Linked DNA regions of Mus musculus: region 2 is linked to region 1. The links are chromatin contacts, called in public Hi-C maps. All regions are on one chromosome and are shown on one strand. The core of a region is the stretch at or near the end of the contact, and the rest is flanking DNA. Distances in the headings are between cores, read along the strand shown. Region 1 has its middle 29 kb from the start of Fer1l6. Region 2 overlaps Fer1l6 (fer-1-like 6 (C. elegans)).

What was found. A called contact is a pair of places that touch in the nucleus more often than the background predicts.
Region 2: a contact with region 1 is called in a Hi-C map of the 3T3-L1 cell line, with 3 times the contacts expected there. The contact joins two enhancer-like sites. A contact is called at or near these places in 4 of 484 Hi-C or Micro-C datasets (the 3T3-L1 cell line, the G1E-ER4 cell line, bone marrow-derived macrophages and 1 more) and 2 of 9 other capture datasets (adipose tissue and pancreatic islet).

Annotation. Positions count from the first base shown.
Region 1 is chr15:58,479,386-58,482,424 of GRCm38.p6, forward strand. No RefSeq gene overlaps it. Among named protein-coding and RNA genes, the nearest start is that of Fer1l6, 29 kb to the right of the region's middle. Within about 2 kb of position 1,441, at least 58 of the 459 cell types and tissues checked have an H3K27ac peak or open chromatin away from gene starts, as enhancers often do.
Region 2 is chr15:58,630,686-58,633,724 of GRCm38.p6, forward strand. Fer1l6 (fer-1-like 6 (C. elegans)) reads left to right here. Exons shown (of 41, transcript NM_001370912.1): 31 at 1-70; 32 at 2,977-3,039. Among named protein-coding and RNA genes, the nearest start is that of Gm36451, 35 kb to the left of the region's middle. Within about 2 kb of position 1,521, at least 6 of the 459 cell types and tissues checked have an H3K27ac peak or open chromatin away from gene starts, as enhancers often do.

The sequences.
Region 1 (3,039 bases), core at 191-2,690:
AGGAGAGGTGAAAGGGCTTAGTGCTCTGGTGTTACAGAAGAGACCTCAGTGCTGACAGGTCTCTATTATAGACAGGAGGTGCTGAAGTTCAAATGCAGCTCTTGATCGATCTCCATGGGGTGTGTATGTGTGTGTGTGTGTGTGTAATTTTTTTGTTTTTGTTATATAATCCTACAGTCAAAGGAAGGAGCAGTTGCTTAGTTAGGGTGGGTGCACTAGAACCACCTTGGATGAGACATAAATGTTCTTCCCAGACCTCACCCTAGAGAAACTGAATTAGGGTTTTCAGGACTAGGTTCCCAGGGGAGTCTTTGAACATCCAGGGTTGAAAGCTGCAAACTGGGTTCTTGGTTAAGACTGTTCAAAGGTTTGAGTTCTCCTTATTCACACAGAAGGGAGAATGAAAACTTAACACAGTGACATTTTCTGCTCAGTGTGCTGTTTCCTTTCCTCTCTGGCTTAAACTGCTTTCACAATTGTATTTAAAATCAAGAATTACCTTCCGAATTTTAAAACCATTAACAGTCCTCTGCATGGTGTGTGTGAAGTATAGATAGACCAATGAACAAAAAGCCAAGATGACTATCTATCTATCTAATCTATCTAATCTATCTATCTATCTATCTATCTATCTATCTATCTATCTATCTATCTATCTATCATTTATCTACTATCTATCATCTATCTACTATCTATCTATCATCTATCTATCTGTCTATCATCTATCTACTATCTATCTATCTATCTATCTATCATCTATCTATCTTTTTTATCTATCTGTTGCTCTGTCATCTATCCATATTTATCCTTCAGCTAGAACCCAGGGTCTTATGTATAGTGAGCACTCTACCAGAGCCTAGCTAGAGTAGTTAGTTGTTTTTTGTTTTTTAGATAGCCACTTCTTGTAGTGCCAGAGACAGTTAGTTACATTTAAAAATAAGCATTCTGGTGGGTGAGTTACAGGGTGCACGCAGGTCATTTTGAGGCCATTCCTTGAAACTATGATTATTTTATGCTCCTCATTAATCCTCTATTGTTCTAAAATGAGCCTTCCTCATTCTTTGTGTTTGTCATCACCGGCCACAGGAGCATAAATGACACGATCTATGACTAAGAAGAAAAACAACTTAAAGCCATTATAATCAGAACCATATGGTGCTTAGTGGTGTTCAGCTGAGTGAGACTGAGTCACGAGCACCTCTGGCCTCGGCGTACCGTGTGTTTGCTTACTTGATCCCAGACAGAAGCACCCTGATGCTTTATGTGTTAAAGAGAAAGACTGCTTCTTTTTGACAATTGTATCATTGATTAAAATTAGAGGCAAAAGAAAAACTAAAACTCCAATGAAAAACTTGTATCATTACCTTTAAGAACCTGTTTGGAGAAGCCTTGTGAATCTTGAGTCACCCAGTGCCACTGTGGTTCTCCAGTGTCAGGTTACAGCATGCTGCTGCTAGCAATTTGGGATAGATTCCATTTTCTGGCTCTCATTAATAATGGCCTTCTCTTCACAGGAGCATTTGTCCCCTGGGAACTAGGGTCTAAACATGTTTGATATGTGTCTTTCTGTTCCTGGCTTAACACAGTCTAGAGTCCCTTTCACTTTATGGTAAAGAACATGTTTTCCTCCATCCAACAGCTGAATGGCACTGCATTGTATATATAGCCAAGTTTATTTTATCTCTGTATCTGTTGGTGGACACACGGGCTGATTTCATAACCTGACTTTTATGAGGGATTCTACAATAAGCATTTATCTGCAGGTATCTCTAATATATGCTAATTCGAGTCCTTTGGACTCTCATCAAGAATTTGTATAACATGATCCTGTTATACATATACATATACACATACACATACACACACATACACATATATACATAGACATATTATACATATGCATAGCCCAGGTTAGCCATGAGTTATGTTGCTCTTGACTCTAACTCCTGAGTAGTGGGATTAGAGACATGAGCAATCCTACCTAAATGTACTTCATTGTCTCCTTCCCGCCCTCTCTCCCTCCCTCCTTCCCTTCTTTTCTTCCTCCCTTCCTTCTTTACTTCTTTCATCCCTCCCCACCTTGTTCTGTATAAACTGGGAGTTTTGGCAACAGATGTATAAACTGATGGCATGACCACTCTAAAGTATGGTTGAACAGAAGGTTTTTGTTGTAGACATGAAGGGGAAAGCAGCCAGAGGGATCTGGAAGAGTCTAGAGCAGAGAGACAAAGTAGACTGACCATGGCCAGCAGAGTGACTTGGCTATGAGAGAAGAGAGGAGAGGCAGAGAGAGGTAAGGGCCATGAGAGGGAGAAAAAGAAAGAACACAGAGAGAGAGGGAGGAGGGAGGAGGAAGGAGGAGGGGGAGAGGGAGGAAGGAGAGGGAGGAGGGAGAAAGGAGAGGGAGGAGGGAGAGGGAGGAGGGGGGAGGGAGGAGGGAGGAGGGAAAGGGAGGAAGGAGGAGGGAAAGGGAGAGAGAAAGAGGATTTGGCCAGGAGACAAGAGAGAGCGGCAGAGGACACGAGGAGAGCTGAGAAGTGCCAGGATGCCAGCATGGGCTCTGAGGTGTGTAACAGGAATTTGTGATGCTGAGGGACACTAGAGGCCGGTGTGTGCTCTGGTATGCTAGTAGCCTCCGCAGACAGTCATTTGATCCTTCAGCATGCCAGTGATAAGGGAAACTTTATCACTGGCAGAGGGGATCCAGCTTCAAACGTTCCTGAGGAATGTCTAATTGCCAGAATTTGGGGAAATAGAGTTTTCTTTGGACCTGACATCTTCTTTCCTTCTCTTTGTTTCATAGGCGTCTTCCTGTTGCAGCTCTCTTGGGACTATTAGGCCAGGTGGATTGTAAGACAAAGTGGGCATTTTGCGGATGGGACAGCAGAAAATTGGGAACAGTCTGAACTCTGGTGATGTCATTGATCTTTCAACTCAATAAGCCTAAAGACACCTGATTCTAGTCTTACTTTATGAGATAATAATGTGTTCTTATTGTTTGAGCATTTTTTATTGCATCTTCAGCAGATGTAGCTAAAA
Region 2 (3,039 bases), core at 271-2,770, 150 kb after region 1:
GCTGAGAATCCAGCAAGGAATTCCACCCAATCACCCCGTTCAAGTACTTATCCGTGTGTATATTGTTGCGGTAAGCCATCCTCTTTTGATCTAAGTGGGTGTATTAGCTTACCCATGGTGCTGAAACAAAATATCATAAGTGGGTTTAAATGACTGAAATGTTCTTATCACAGTTCTAGGGGCTGTAGGTTCATGATTGAGATTCTGGCAGTGTTGCTATCTGGTGGAACCTATTCTGCTGGCTTGTATGTCTGCCTTCACATGGCTGTTCCTCTGGGGGTGTGAATGTAGAAGGAGAAAGAGTAACTTCTGAATTCTACAGTTCCATTCTTGTGACATTATTAGTTTTAGTCTCCTGCCTATAGCCAACCATAGGTCCAATCCCATTAAGTTTCAACATAGGCATTTAGGAGGCACTTAGATCAGTCTGTTAAGCTTTGCTGGCTCAGTTGGGTTACTCACTAGTGGGAAAGAGCATCAAAGGCAAAAGTAGAATGCTCACAGGGAAGACAGTGGGAGGAGGAGCCCTGAAAGGCACCCAGGACCCTACAGGGCAGCTACTGCCCTGGTGAAATTCCCCCAATGGCTTTATGGCTACACTGTTGAGCCAGCAGTTTCATTTGGGTGCAAAAAGAAAAAAAAAAAAAAACTCAAAACATTGTGTTCTCCAGGCTTCCCTTTTTGATAATGAGTCAAAAAATAAAATAAAATAAAACAATCTTTAATTACAATTTTTTTGATTTGTTGGGATAGTGGGAAAACAAACATGACATTCAATTGTACAAACCTTATGATTCACGGATTTGTCTTTAACCTGTTGCTTGGATTTGGTTTTCGTGATTGTCTTTGCAGTATTTTTATTCAATGCTATCTCGCTTCATGTTGCTCATATCCCTTGTAAGGAACATTGACAAAGCATAAAAGAGGAATTAATTTCCAGGTGTGGTGGTACAGGCCTTTCTTCAGGAGTTCCAGGCCAGCCACACACACAGTGAGATCCTGTCTCAAGAATTAAAAAATTAATGAGAAGAGAAAACAAATTGTCTTTTTATCGTGTACTTCTTGGATGTCCCTTCTCTCCTACGTACCATCACACTGCCGTGTGGCAGGGATGTTGTGATGGAGTCTTTGTCCTCGGTGCTCATGGTAACAGCCAGACAATCCAGGGTAGCCTATAATAAACACCTACCTACAGGATGCTCCACAATAGCCTTTTCAAAAATGTTATTCAGGAAGATCCTGGTGCCCTGGGAGATAATTAATATACATTCCACAGGAAACAGAGTGCATGCTCATGTAAATATGAGAAATATTCTGTCCAATAATTGATTTTTTCCCCTCCAACTCTGGAGGTTCTCAAAGCTCACATGCACACTAAAGGCCCAGAGAATTCTGGAAGCAAACGAATGTATTGAACTGTTAAATCCTCAGCACCATGTCCACTTCCCAACCCCTGTGATTTCCTCTCACTGAATTACCGAGCTATGAATCACAACCCTTGCTGCAGTTCTGCTGTCTAGTGCTCTCTACACAAAGGTCAGGGCAACTCTGGACAAGGTTCCTGCCTGGAGCCGGGGCGGGCAGCATGGAAGAGGGCTGCCTTGGGCTACAGTTTGAGGACACAGCGACCTTAAATGAACATAGAAGGAGGGTGACAGTCCCGTGTTTCATTAGCAAGAAAGTCACTGTAGGATGGAGAGCCGGTGTTTGGTGTGGACCTTGTTAGTAGTGGTGACTGTCTGTGCTTTTCTATCATGTATTAATATACAATTAGTTATATAATACACTGATTTTAAAATAATGTGATAAGTACTAAAAGATTGTGAAAAAAAAATGCATGCAGGAAGAAGTCAAAGTTCTTTACTGTGTTCCTCTTCCTTAACAAGATAGCGCAGACACTTTCCCAGATCAGCACATTGCTTCATTTCTTTCAGTGGCCATGTGATGCTTTCTCGTGTGCCTATAACACCACTTGTTCACACAAGAACTATTAAGAAGACTCTGTTCATTACAATATCCTTGAAACAAAGTAATGAGCAGAGCAGTACTCTCAGTTTCATGGCGATCACGTGCTAGAACCGAGTGGTATGAAAACTAGGACATATAAAAATATTAAAAAATAAACAAAGGGAGAGCAAAGTGTGCTGGTTGTATCAGAGTTCACTGAGGTATAGAGAATTAAATGCGGGTGATTTGACAAGAAAAATCAAAGGAGTCGCTTATTTAGATTGTGCTTTGGCACGCAGCCTGTTTATAAGTTTTGGATATTAAGCAATCTCTAGAGAACATTCTTGTTCTAATCCATGGAGCTGGATGCACTTACCCTGTTTGGTCTGAGGGAGACAGTATTAAGTATTGAGCTGTTTCTCAGCGTTCTTCACTGCCAAGTGTCTCAGTCTGTTTGATGCCACATCTTGATTGGCCTCCTACCAGGACCTTTCCCTACACCAGTTCACTTTTGACAGCCTACAGTACAACCAGTCTGGAATCAGGCTTCATGATCAGAAATACATCATCACTCAGGGAACTAGGGCTAAAGGCAAGATTCATGGGGAATTGGCTTCAGAAACCACTGGTGCTGGACAGGGTCTTTGGGTCCACCCCATGGTTATACAGACAGATCCAGAAACAACATAACTTGGCCAAGATGACACAGTTAAAAGTTAGAACAGGGGCTCACATCTTCTGCCTCTTTCTCCAGCATGTTCCTCACTGCTGTGTGCCAAGGACTGGCTGCCTCTGGGTAGATGACAGAAGAGAAAGGCGAATATCAATAATTGTTCTTCTTAAGAGCAAAACTAGGGTGCTAATGCAATGGTTCCTGACTTTAGTGGCACTCTGAAATCTAAGCAGCTTTAAAACATCCCAAAGCTCAGGAGCTAGAACACCGGAACACGCCCACATAGAACCCAAGTGTCCCCGTGTGCAGCCAGGATTGAGCGGCTGGGTCAGAACCGTTTTCTTTTTCTTCCCCAGGCATTTAATCTCAGCCCAGCTGATCCAGATGGCAAATCTGACCCCTACATTGTGCTTAGGCTG